Linked DNA regions of Gossypium hirsutum: region 1 is linked to region 2. The links are chromatin contacts, called in public Hi-C maps. All regions are on one chromosome and are shown on one strand. The core of a region is the stretch at or near the end of the contact, and the rest is flanking DNA. Distances in the headings are between cores, read along the strand shown.

What was found. Hi-C and Micro-C count contacts between places; a contact is called where the count stands out from the background.
Region 1: a contact with region 2 is called in a Hi-C map of leaf, with 1.8 times the contacts expected there. The contact joins the promoter of LOC107901981 here to the enhancer-like site in region 2. A contact is called at or near these places in 14 of 34 Hi-C or Micro-C datasets (callus, fibers, leaf and 2 more).

The regions. Positions count from the first base shown.
Region 1 is chrA01:64,129,962-64,137,057 of Gossypium_hirsutum_v2.1, forward strand. LOC107901981 (AP-1 complex subunit gamma-2) reads left to right here and starts at 1,590. Exons shown (of 18, transcript XM_016828175.2): 1 at 1,590-2,049; 2 at 3,401-3,703; 3 at 3,877-4,018; 4 at 4,727-4,900; 5 at 5,401-5,580; 6 at 6,170-6,324; 7 at 6,424-6,514; 8 at 7,085-7,096. The coding sequence starts at 2,018.
Region 2 is chrA01:64,072,463-64,079,813 of Gossypium_hirsutum_v2.1, forward strand. LOC107901980 (a long non-coding RNA gene) reads right to left here. Exons shown (of 3, transcript XR_001685535.2): 1 at 7,105-7,351; 2 at 6,958-7,005; 3 at 5,651-6,095. It also overlaps the pseudogene LOC107901979. Among protein-coding and RNA genes, the nearest start is that of LOC107901980, 3.7 kb to the right of the region's middle. Within about 2 kb of position 1,764, at least 1 of the 9 cell types and tissues checked has an H3K27ac peak or open chromatin away from gene starts, as enhancers often do.

The DNA of each region.
Region 1 (7,096 bases), core at 340-2,839, 57 kb after region 2:
TCCCGCCGTTCAATTTTGCTGTTAAAGCTAACAATGTCAAAGACAAAATAACTTTTTTAGCTCTCAACATTTACAATTTTTTTAGTCAATTTGGTTCTTACCCTTTAAAAGTACATAATTTTTTTTAAAAAATATTTTATTTTTCATATTTTACAAAAACATAACAATTAAAAAATTATATTTTAAAAAAAATAAAAAATAAATATAATCTTTTAAAAAATAAAAAAATATAATTTTTAAAAAAATTAAAAATTAAGAAAAAATAAAAATTCTTAAAAATTCAAAAAATAAAAATCATTTTAAAAATATAAACAAAAATTTAAAAATTCAATGTTATCTAAATTGGAGTGGGAACAGTTGGGGTATTGGTCCATTGAGAAATAAAAATTTGGTTCAGCTGTGAATTGCTACGAATTGGTTCAACTGTGTTAAAAAATCGATTTGATCGATTCAAAGCAAATAAATTATTAAAAATAAAATAAAAAAAATCAAAAATTATAAAAATTGGTTCAATTGATAGTTCAACTAATTTTTTTAGCCTCGTTCACCCAGTCCATACTAATTTACGGGTCAACCAGTATTTTTAACATTTTAAAACTTTTTTAGCTTCAACATTTACAGTTTTTTGTCAATTTGTTTCATACCCTTTAAAAATATGTAAATTTTTTTTAAAAAAATTTAAATATGTATTTCTTATTTTAACAAAAAAAATTAAATATAGTATAAAAAGAAAATATGAAAAAGAACTCTTTAAAATTCAAAACTAAAAATATTTGTAAAATTTAAAAAAATCTCAAAATTCAATGTTATCTAAACTAAACTGGATCGATTGGATTAAGAACCAGTTGAGGTATCGGTCCATGGTAAAAAAATTGGTTGATCTGTGAACCAATATGAATTGGTTGAATTGAGCTAAAGAATCAGTTGAACTGAAAGTTGAACAAATTTTTATATATTTTTAATATTTTTATTTTTGATGTTTTAATAATTTATTTTCTTTGAATCATTCAGGCCAGTTGTTTTGGGAACTAATTGGTCAAACTCGTTCAAAATTGGTTCAACTATTGGCTCAACTAGTCCGTATTGGTTCGTGGGTCAACCGATTTTTTAACTTATTTGGATCGATATCCCAACCGGTTCCCGATCCAATTGGCCGGTCTAATTTGGTTTAGATAACATTAAATTTTGGAATGTTTGTTTATATTTTTAAAGTCATTTTTATATTTTGAATTTTAAATATTTTAATTTTTTTCATATTTTTTAATTTTTTTAGAAACTATATTTTTTAATTTTTATATTTTTTTTATCTAAAATATGAAAATAAATTAATTTTTAAAATTTTAATGTACTTTTAAAGGATAATGATCAAATTGATAAAAAAATTCTAAATGTTAAGGGCTAAAAGAGTTATTTTACCTTTAGCACCATTAACTTTAATGGTGAAGTTAGGGAGAAGACCAAGACTTTTAGATAAAAAATACAAGGTCTCAATGTCTCAAAATTAAAATGTAGAGACAAAATTTTAAATTTTAATAGGGTACAGGGGGCATTAGCATATTTAAGCCTTTATAAAAATATGACAATTAAATCTACGAATATGGTTTTGATATAATTGGGCTGAGGTTTTGGATCTTAAAAGGCCGAGTTCAAATAAAAATAAAAATCACGACATTTTTTTTGATAATTTAGTTATCATTATTCTTTTTTTTTTTAAAAATTGTTTTACACAGACAAAAGAAGCAGGCAGCATTTTCATTGTCACTGGGAAAAAAAGAAGAAAATAAAAGGAGAACAGAGAGTTCGTTTTCTTTGTCGTTCAGATCCAAATCTCTGCCTGCTTTACTCTTCTTAGATCTCCGAATTCCAACTTTTGGATCTTCAACTGCAGATCTTAGATTTGAAAAGAAATTCGGTTTAATTCCGTGCAGCCGTAGTTCGTTGATTGATTTATTTGAAGCGTTTAATTGATTGGATCTGATTCGAGCTCTCTACGAAACTTTCAACCCTGGACCCAATCATGAATCCTTTCTCGTCCGGTACTCGTCTACGGTGAGCATCAATTCCTTCCGTTGCAATTTATTCTTTTTGTCCTCCCTTTTCCTTTTAATTTGAAGGTCAGATCAAGAACACGATGGTTTTTATTTGAATGTATTGGTTTTTCGATTAAAAGAGCTGGGCTTCTGTGCAATTTGTTTTGATTCCTTGATTGAAATTTATGGTGTTCGGTTGTAGTTAGTGCTACTTAAAAGATGATTGCGTCTGAACTTAGAGCCGAATGGAGTTTGTTAGGAATTTCGGTTTCATAATTCCATTTTTCAAGCTAGCTTGGCTTTGAATTAGTTGCAGTTATGGGTGAAAATGTAGAAATATTTGAAGTTATAGCATATTCATATAGTAATGGGTTTGACAATAGCTTGATCTATTGTTTTCATGAATATTGGTAATATCGAATGATGCGCCAAATACCATTGGTGCTTAAGGTACAAATTTCTAGAGAGGAAACGAAAACATCCACCAGTTTACTATCCATACTTCCTCAACTTCTTGCACCATAGATATGTAAGTTATACAGCATTTTGGGATATTTATATGATCTTGAACCTTTAAACATCAGTAATTAGTGGCAATTTAGATATAAAATATAGTCAATGTAGTCATGTACGTAAGTATCCTCCAATATGGTTACCAAAGGTACAATAAGAATATCCTGGTTGTACAGTTGTACTTGTAATTCTGGTGGTTATATGTTCAAACTGATTTGTAGCACTTATCACACTTTTAGGAAACTATCGCAAAGTTGAATTCTCTTTTTACTTTTCCTTGTGTAGGCTGCTAGGTGATTGTATCTGTTGCAATGTAACTGAATAGTTGTATCTTTCTCTATATAAATTTAGTATGATTAAACAAATTTGCAAATGATAACCTCCGTTCCCTGTTAGGGAATTCTAAGTCGGTTCTTTGCATTAGTTTACTGAATTTCATCCATATTTTATGGATATAAAGATCTCAACCTCCTTGTCTTTATTCATCAAATGATTTATATCCTGATATTCTTCCCATGCGTAGTTCAGTAGTGCGTTCCAGAAATTGTTGACAAGAACATTTTGGTATAAATTGCAAAATGGGATCTCTTAGTTATATGTAATTTTTTTGGGGAAAAGAAAAGAGGATCATGGATTTCTTGCTGGTTTTTAAGAACACTTTTGTTCTCCCTAAACAATTCAGGGACTAAGCTCCCCCCCCCCAAAACACCTTTTGCCCTGTTTGAAATAATCAAATTATTGACCACATATTTTGTATATTTTCTTCTCCAAGTTATATCAATGGATCTGAACGATTGACTTGACTTTAGTTTATATGCATATCAGTTGAAACTGTTGTACTTACTGCTCCAATGCAGGGACATGATACGGGCTATACGTTCTTGCAAAACTGCAGCAGAAGAACGTGCTGTTGTAAGGAAAGAGTGTGCTGCTATTCGTGCTGCTATTAGTGAAAATGATCAAGACTATAGGCACCGTAACCTGGCGAAGCTCATGTTCATTCACATGCTTGGATATCCAACTCATTTTGGCCAAATGGAGTGCCTGAAGTTGATTGCGTCTTCTGGATTTCCAGAGAAGAGGATTGGATATCTTGGTCTTATGTTGCTTCTTGATGAAAGACAAGAGGTTCTGATGTTGGTAACAAATTCATTAAAGCAGTATCCTACATGTAGACTTTCTCAAGCTTTATTTGTTCCCATTTCCTTTTCCCTTTTACCATTTCTTTTCTCTATGAATAACATTGTCCCTGATAGGCTGGTGTTACCAAGGGTAAAAATAAGAAAATGGAGAGATATGGTTTAGTTTTTCAGAAACCTTAACTTATATGCAGAGATCTCAATCATTCAAACCAGTATATTATAGGACTTGCTCTCTGTGCTTTGGGAAATATTTGTTCGGCTGAAATGGCCCGTGACCTTGCACCAGAAGTAGAAAGATTGCTGCAGTTTCGAGATCCAAATATCCGGAAGAAAGTAAGTGTGTTCTATTCTTTATTCAAGGGCCTGTTGGCCACTGATTTTTGTTTCAATGAGATTTAAAATAAAGGAGGAAAAGGGAGGCTGATTTCAGGATTTGTGAATTTAACAAGCTTAAAAATTGCTAATTATCCCTCTTAAAGGTACTTTCTTCCTCGTCCTTTCTTCTACGGGAGTTGGAAAGTTTTGATTTTTTTGTTGAGCTCTTCAAGTATCATGGTTTTGTTATTTATTTGTTTCCAATAATACCTTTGTAATCTTGTCAATGCAAAGGTTAAAAACATCCATGTGAATCCATGGTCCACATGCCACACGACTAAGACCTCAAAATGTATGTTTTAATTATGCAACCTTCATATGCCTGCTACTTCCATGAAATCCGGATCTTTCTCTGCCCATTTATCTTAAGCAGGAGAATTTGCTGCACATACTCATTCAAGGGAATGGCATCTGTTGACTGTTTCCAGCCATTCTCTGAAGGCATTTTGATGTACTAAATTGGTTCATAAACAACTACTTGTTATCCTGTTGGAGGATTAATTTGATCATACTGACTTTCTTTTCTTCTTTTCTTTCTGGCCATGCCAACTTGCATTTGTTCATGAATTCTCATCATGTGCATTATCTGATAATTTTTAGGTTGTCTTTTCTTGAGCGATCTGACTTCAATCTTTGACTCCTCTTGACTCTATCTGTTTTTTGTAGGCAGCATTGTGCTCCATACGGATCATAAAAAAAGTTCCAGACCTTGCTGAAAACTTTATAAATCCTGCTGCTTCACTCCTTAGAGAAAAGCATCATGGAGTCCTAATAACAGGAATTCAACTTTGTACCGATCTATGTAAAGTCAGTTCGGAAGCCCTTGAATATTTTAGAGAGGTAATTTGGTTATGGATTTATAAGAATATAGCTATAGCATCAGAAAGACAAACACTTCATTGAGCATATAAAAACATTTTCTAACCCTGCGAAAGAAAAAGCCATAATTAAGAAATTTTTGTAAATATTACTTCTTTCTTTTGCTTGTTTGGACCGTCTCTACTCTACCAGCAATCCTTTGTTCTGGTTTTGGCTGGAGAGTACTTACCATCGAAAGCATTGAAGAAAGGGATCAGGTTTACTAGTGTTATGTCCTAAACTGTTGGCTATCCTTTGGTTTTTGATACTAAGATGCTTCAGGTTAATTTTACAATTTGGTTTATAGGACTTACGAACTTGTTTTGGCCTTTAGGGTCATGCAAAAACAGGGTCCTTTTTTTGTATCATTTAAAGATTGAACTGAATCATATATGTGGACTTCAGTGGGAAGAAACTTGTCAAAAATGGATAATGCATCAACTTTCTAATTGTGATAATAGCTTCTTTTATCATCACTGCAGAAATGTACTGAAGGTTTGGTCAAAACTCTGAAGGATATGGCAAACAGTCCCTATGCTCCTGAGTATGACATTGCTGGCATTACAGATCCTTTCCTTCATATAAGATTGCTTAAGCTTCTGCGGATATTGGGCCAAGGAGATGCTGATGCTAGTGACTGTATGAATGACATACTTGCTCAGGTATGTTGTGGCTATCTCTATTTTTGTAATATTGTCAAATTCATGAAAGAAGTATTTAAGCATAATGCATATCCCTATATTGTTTCTCTCACCAATGATTAACTGCATTGAGGTTTTTGTTTTGATTTTCATTTTGACAACATTAAGTTCTTCATTTTCGGTATTTTTTTCTTTTGCGGTAAATTTCATGTGCATGCTCATTGTCTGTGGAACACTGAATTTTCTTATTAGATGTTTGTAAAGAAAATAGGAAAAAAAGATTGCTCTATTGAGGAATGATATTTCTCTTAAAAAACATGGTTTAAGATAGTACTGCATGATGAAAAAAATACAAGTTTTGTCCTTGGTAGAAAATAAACTGGGCATTCCTCAAATTTTGCTCCTTCACATGAGAAGTACCTTGATGAGATTGCTTGGAGCGTGTTAATTGAAAAGATTGTACTATTTGTAGTACAGTGGATATTGCTTTTAAAATCTCAATTCTGGAAAATGACTTGAAGCTAAACATTTAGAAAACTCCTTTCATGGGTCTTCAACAAGATTTCATTTCCTAATGAAGTTAAGGTTCTGTGGTCACATTTTTCTCTAGGTAGCAACAAAAATCGAGTCAAATAAAAACGCCGGAAATGCTATTCTTTATGAATGTGTTGGAACCATTATGAGCATTGAAGATAATGGTGGCTTACGTGTGCTTGCCATCAATATATTGGGAAGATTCTTGTCAAATCGTGACAACAATATCAGGTATTTTCTTTCAAATCTTATCTTGATTTTTCATGCCACTTTCTACACTTTCTTTGTTGCTTTACTATATTATGACACTGAGCCTTGCATGTTTTTCAGATATGTTGCATTAAATATGCTTATGAAGGCTATTACAGTGGATGCTCAAGCAGTGCAGAGACATAGGGCAACAATTTTGGAATGTGTAAAGGTTCGGCCTGAGGATATTAGATTTCATTTTCTTGATTATAATAGGTCTGATTTAGTTGTTGCTAAAGAAGCAGTCAAGCAGTTCGCTTTTGCTTTCCTTTTGTCTACCCAGTTTCTTTGGTTGTCATTTATTTTTTACTTTTAGGTGAATCCCGTATGTGATGGAATAAGACTTAGCTAAAAAAGCTGTGAGGATTAATTAACTCTTTAGATATCACTTGATCTTTTTTTTTCCATTGAGGATAAATTCTTTGTTGTCAAAAGGAATTGTGACCGTTATTATTGTTTGGTTGGTCACTTTTGATTGGTATTTGGATATATTAGGGATTCAATTTTGGAGATATAGTAATTTCCAGTATCTGCCTTGGGCTTGGGTCAGGGGTAGGTTGGAATAGGAATTGGGTAGAGATCCTAAATTTGAGCAGTGGTAAACAAATAAAAAAAAAGAGTTGCCAGCATTTTCTTGGTTGCTTTGAATTGAACTCTGATTTTATTCTCAAGTGCCACTATTGTCAAAAAAGTGAGTTTTCAGCTGTTGAAGAAGTTTTTGATTGGACATTTTGTTTTCCAGGATTCAGATGCT
Region 2 (7,351 bases), core at 514-3,013:
CCTGGAGATAGAGAAGAAGGGAACAGATATGAGGTAGTAAGATTAGTGGAATTGGTTAAGCAAGGTAGCTTACCTCAAGGGTAGTTCCAGTAGATGGACATTCTAGTAAACAGGAAGTCCTAGCCTATCCTATTAAGCCGGTTCATCACCTTCATCTTTTGGTTTTCACTCCTTCAGGAGCACTGGTGAGGCCAACAAATCATAATCATAAAGAGTCTATTTTCTAGCAGCTATGGGTTAAATTCTTAATACCCATGCTAACTCTACTAACCACTAAAGTGCCAGCAACTTATAATAATTGCGAGCATCTATACTGGTGCAACATAGACAAGGATGTTTTCTGTTTCCAGCCATATATGTGGATTTGAGATCATGACATTGCCTATATACAAGACTGAAAGCAGAAATGGAAAACGATTCACCTCTTCCTAAATCTAAGGAAATTCTACATGGATTGGTCTTGATATAATTAAAGTTGCCTGAAAGTTTGGCACTAAATTATTGGTGTTTGAGGCAATAGGAGACAGGAGTAGGGAATTTGTTGCTTCATTTATTATTTTTATATTGAGAACCAATGTTACATATTTGATATCCGTCTTTCCTTGAAAACATATTCTGAATTATAAAACGTAAATTGGATACTCTTTTTGAATCTGCATTTGTACTAGTAATTTTGACTCTTCGTGTTTCTTGTTGGACAGGTTTGGCTGTTATAACTGTGATGCTGGTCACTACCTGCCTGATGTCTTTGGTAATTGTTTTATGCTGGCAAAAGAGTGTATTCTTGGCAATAGGCTTTGTTTTCTTTTTTGGCACAATCGAAGCACTCTACTTCACTGCTTCCCTCACCAAGTTCCTTGAAGGGGCCTGGGTTCCTATTGCCCTTGCTTTCATCTTCCTTATAATCATGTGTGTTTGGCACTATGGCACACTGAAAAAATATGAGTTCGATGTTCAAAACAAGGTATCCATCAACTGGCTACTTAGCTTGGGTCCCAGTCTAGGCATAGTACGGGTTCGTGGGATTGGACTTGTCCACACTGAGCTCGTATCTGGAATCCCTGCAATCTTCTCCCACTTTGTCACCAACCTTCCAGCCTTCCATCAGGTCCTAGTTTTTCTTTGCATCAAATCTGTCCCAGTTCCTCATGTTAAACCTGAGGAACGGTTTCTGATCGGTCATATTGGACCTAGGGAGTACAGGCTTTATAGGTGCATCGTACGATACGGGTATCGCGATGTTCATAAAGATGACATGGAGTTTGAGAAAGATCTTGTTTGCAGTATAGCGGAGTTTATACAGTCAGAAAGTGTTGCTCCTGGTAGTGTTAATGAAGATCTGGTGAAAGATGACGATAAAATGACAGTCGTCGGAACATGTTCTAGCCATACAGAAGGGGTTCAGATGAGGGAGGATGATGCAGACAAAATAGAGGCAGCTGGTCCATCAGAGTTGAAGGAGATATGGTCACCACCACCTGTAATAAAACTGAGAAAAAGAGTACGGTTTATTGTGCCAAAGAGCCCGGAGATAGATACTGGTGCAAGGGAAGAGTTGCAGGAACTTATGGAAGCTAGGGAAGCTGGGATAGCATACATACTAGGGCACTCATATGTCAAAGCCAAGCAAGGATCTAGCCTGATAAAGAAGCTTGTAATTAACTACGGGTATGAATTCTTGAGAAGAAACAGCCGACTATCAACCTATGCGTTAAGTGTACCCCATGCATCTACGTTGGAGGTGGGGATGATATATCATGTTTAATTTTCTTTTAATGGGATAATTTTGACCATAGAGAAACAGGGAAATGTATCATATACATATTCACAGTTATGCGCAAATAATATATGTGTATATAAGGTTTTGAGGAGAGGATGATCAATAATTCTCCTATTCAAAGCATTAAAAATAGTCGGTTTCAATTTGTAAAGAATTCAACCAATAACCAAGCCTAAATTTTGGCGGGAATCACAAATTCTCGGAGGCTGTATTATATCTACAGAGTTATTTGTGTTACACCCTTTACCCATCCCACCTCCGGTTGCAAAGTTTTTCTTTTAAGAATCTAATAATATTTCCCTTAAAACACATTTCAACCTTCAAGAAGTTTAATTTCATTTTTAAAAATCATTTTGGAATATTTCTTTGAGGCATAAAACGGGTTGCTAGTGGTTCAAACTGATAAAATATTTTGTATGGGTGCAAGGATTGCAAGTCTTGAGACTTGGACAACAAAGTATCGAGACTTAGCTAATAAGTCTGGGACTTGGGCTATAAATCTCGATACTTGTGTGCAAAATTGTAGATTTTAGACTTTGTGTGTAAAATTATAAATTTAATAGTGACATAACATCATATAAATTTCACTCATATTCACTTACTAGCTCATTTTTATGTCATACTTATCATTTTCCTTATCAAATTATTAACTTTGTTAACTTTGTTTTTGTCCACCAATTAAGTCAACTTTTCATTTAAATATTCACCAAAATACCATAAAAATTTATTTCACATTTTAGTCTAAAACCATAACACATTCATACTTATCTCTACTTTCATTTTCATTAAACTATTTCATTCACTTACGATAGTTTTTTAAGAACTTACCTCTCTTTAAATAATAATAAAAAAAGCACCAAAATCCTCTACTTAACTAATCCAATACTCCTCTTTCATGCTCAATCTCCATAACCCACAATTCGACTCTTTCTCTTTAAAACACATATTATACATAACACCTAATTATCATGTTCTTGAGAAACTTATGTAAAATAATCTTAAATATGACAAAATACATTTTCTTACTTTATTTTTTTACTTTTTCGTACTAACTCGGGCTTTCTCTCTCTATATCATGGAAATTCACTCTTTCCATGAAGAAGATGACGATGGAACTAGGCTTAGAAATGTGTGCTCTACAAGCTTTTAACAAGAAAATGACTTGGGTAGTGTAAACTTTGGATGAAATGTGAGAAAATATGAGAAAGATGAGAAGAGAAAACTTTCTTCTCTTTTAAGGAAGGTGGACGACACGAAGGGGGAAAAAATCAAATGAGGAGAGAAGACATTTCGTCTTTCCTTTCTTTTATTCAAAAGAATTGTCAAAGTCAAAGCACAAAAAAAAAATCAAATGAGTGGCCCACTCTTTTTTATGATTTTTAAAGTCCAAAATCTATGGCCAATAATTTTTTTATTTCATCTTTACACATACGAAATAAATTTTAAAATTTCCGATATAAAATTCTCAAAATGTCCAAAGTATCCTTTAATGGAGAAATTGCACCTTTAGTCCCTTTCTTTTATCACTTAGCTTTATTATATCGAATATGTCATTTCATTAAATCCCCAAATAACTTCATAAAGGTTCATAACAATATACAACCATGTAAAAATTGCTTTTTAATCCTTTCTAAGCTAAAAATGGAAATTTTGAAATTTAATCCCTATACTTTTCATTTCATTCAATTTAGCCTTTTTTCCCACAATTTCACACTAAACTTTACTTCATTGATTTTTGACTTCAAATCAATTTAATTTATTAAGAATTCGCTTTATTAGTCTCGTTGTCCAAATCAATTTAAAATATAATTTTTTTAAAAAAGACACGTTAATAATATTTATAAAATTAAATTTATATTTTTCAAATATAATGAGAGTTAATTACATGCATTGATTAAAGTAAAGCAAAGATCAATATAAAATTACAAAAAAAAAGAATATATAAAAGAAATTTTAAAGAATGTATAAGAGCATATATATGAAAACTTTAAATTCTGAGATAATTGTTTGAGTTTCAAAATTCTTCCTTTTTTTAGTTATATTTAATGTTTGCCAAATTAATCAATAATTTACAACTCAAACTGAATTAATTTTTTGCAATGATGCATAAAGCATTGAAAGGTAAAATAATATAAGAAGCTAAAATGAAAATCATAGTCACGCATAATGTTTATTTACTTAAAATTTCAATATATTTATACATCTCCCAACTCATTGTTGAGATTGTTGGGATATTTGAGTAAGCCCAACTAAACTGTGATCTTTATTTCAGTTTTTAGCTTTTTGAGCAACAAACTTTGGGCGTTGTTTAGAAAAATTATTTTGAGGTAATATGTTCATAGTTTGTATTTCGTAGCTGTTACCGAGAAATTAAGCTTGATGATATTTAGCTAAGAACACGAGGGCCGTCATCGGTTCTCTTTGTTAGATATGATCAGATATCTACAAAATTATTTTTTAAAAATAAATTAGATAATTCGTTTAAAATGACAATTGTTAGGTTTACGTTAAAAATTAGAAAAAATTCAAATTTAAGAATCAACTATGCATTCTCGCCACATCCAAAATTAATACATTAAATCAATGTTGTCTTGGATTTTGAATATTATAAGTTTGAATTCACCCCTAAAATTAAATTCAACATGAATTTATTTAATTGAAAATTTGTGATGTAACATTTTTAATTTTATTAAAAAAGCAAAATTTTATTCACTCGAATTTGACAACATTTTATCACTGAGAACAAGTAACCAATAATTTTGAGGATTAATTACAAAATTGTATAACACATATTTATCACATGTATTTAAATAACAATTCCAAATAAAAATTCAAACTATTACCTACATATGATAATAAGCAACTTAAATAAATAATTATAATAATAAATCTAGGAACGAAACTAACATGTAAACCATTTCTCGAATAAAACTTAAAAGGACCCGCATGTCAACCTGCTTGGATCCATGTATTTTTCTTTTTTTGGAAAAAATGAGATAATTTTGAATTGATTCTTCATAGTTTCTCATCTTTTTAATTTAATCTCTATTTCAATTTAGTTCTGATTCAATTCTACTTGCACACAATTTATATATATGATTATATGTACTATTTAATATATGATTTATTTATATTCTTAAATATATAGATTTGATGTTTACTTTTTAGCATATTGCTAATTAATTATAAATATTCTAATTTTAATTTTTTTGTATTACAAGTTATTAACCAAATATATTACTTTTATGTTTTAACTAATATTTTTATTCCTTTTTCAATATTATTTAATTAAAATTGTCTCAAACAAAAATATTTTTACTTATCTTATTCAAAAAAAAATTGTAATACCCCTCACTCGTCCCAATAGTCAGTACAAGCATGAGACGCTAACAGGATATTTTCAGAGTAAAATCAATACTTTATGTAAGAAAATAAATGATAAAATTTATAAAATTATATAAAAATATTTAAATTCTATCCATAATGAGTTTTGTTCCTTCAAAAAAAAATCCAAAAATCATATAGTGCCAATTAAAACAAAAGAACTAGGTAATTTGTAAAATATAAGGATGTTACTTAATTTATTAAAGGAATTTATAAGAAATTAAGTAAAACCAAAAGCATTAACCGTACGTTAAGTTGCCGCCTAGGTGGTCAAAGCTCCCGCCTAAACGGTATTGGAGTTATTAGTTTTTCTTTTCGCTAAGGCATGGCTCAGGCCACCGCCTAGGTGATACTAACTAAAAGTGATTGTTCGACAAGGACCCACCTAGGCGGCACTACAACCTTTCACAAGTTCACCCTTTCTTGAATTGTAACTAATTTCTTAAGCCTTCAACCACTAACCATAACAAAAACCAATCTTTGGGATATTAAAAGTCGCATTTTATTAGTCGAGAACAAACACTGAAACACCACAAACTAGACTTTTACAAACCACATTCGAAAAATAGATCAAAAGTCACAATCTACGCTCATATAACATGTTCAAAATGAGGTATAACATGTCATAACAACCAAGATATTAAGCTAGCCTGTTAAACCTATACAAAATCAATCTAAAGCATGGAAAACCAAGGCTTGTATACATACATTCAAAAGATATAAAGTTTGGCTCAAGGTCAATAAAAAATAAACAAATTAGAACTATTACAACTAATAGTTATATGAAACATTTATATATGCATCCCTAAATGAGTTTTCTAATACATGCCACTAGGTATCAATTGTAAATACAAATATTTCATACCATTCAATGTTGATAATGGTGTTTGCTTGTGATTCTCAAAAAGCACCAAGCTTTGATTCAGAAGACCTACTCGAAAAAATAATGGCGCATCAAGCATAAAGCTTAGTAAGATAATATGAAAATTCCATATATACTTACCTTTTAAACAATAAATCGAACTTTATAAATAATTTGTAAAACATTTGAAAAACAATGCTCATAATATCTATTAAAAAATTTAGAAATCAGAAAACCTAATTAGTTTTCAAAATGACAGTCTATAAATAATAACATCTGTCAAGTTCAAGAAATCATTTATAAAATAACAAAAATAGTTTGATTTCAGCCCATAGTAAGCCTAAATAAATAAAGAGGGGATGTTAAGGACTAATTGGCCAGAGCCACCATAACAGAAACGCTGAAGCGTGAGTGTTCGAAAACCAGATCAGAATCGCACCAAAGTGCTAGTAACCGAAGTATCGAAGTACTAATAACAAAATACCATAGCACTAGTAACAGAAGTCCCCTATTGTCATGCCAATATCCAAACCATTTTAACTAAGCTACTAGGGCCTTGTTTCAGAATCTCTGGAATGCCAATGTTAAAAATCTCTAACCAAGTTTATAGTTTGAAACAATATTCGAGGCAGTAAACACTATATCATGAAATAATAATTTCAACCATAGCATTAAGTTACTAAATCAAGTGTCAAACTCATATTAACTTATCTACAAGAAACTTAACTTGAAAATCATTTACAAAATTGTTTTCTTGTCATTAATCACACTTTCATAGCATTAAGACGTTTACATACCATAACATATTCATATTGATAATAATATCAATTCAATTAGAAGAAATATTAATTCAAAATAAGTAAATTAATGTGTTTTCCAAATATCTTAGAACACTAAAATTTTCGAAAGTGTTGGAGAAGACTAAATCTACCTTAATTAACAAGCTTTTCCTTTCCCTTGCAAGCACCCTCCTTTCATTCTTCAATTTCTCTCATGAACAATAAATAACCATTAACACACAATAAACATGAGACTAAGCATGGATGAAATGAAAACTATAAAATCTATACATGAATACCTCTTTTCAACTTCCTATTACATTTTCTCACATTAGGGCTCAAACCTTAAAACACTTGAATGATGGAAATTATGAGGGATAATGCTCAATAAAGGTTTAATGATGATGGATTTAAAAGAAATTGATGGAAAGTGATGAAAAATGGTGAGAATTAGTAGTAAGAGAAATGAGTAAAGAAAAAGATGAAGAAATGTGGAGAACCTTCTCCCCCTTTTTATGGTCGGCTGGTATAGAAGGAAAAAGATGA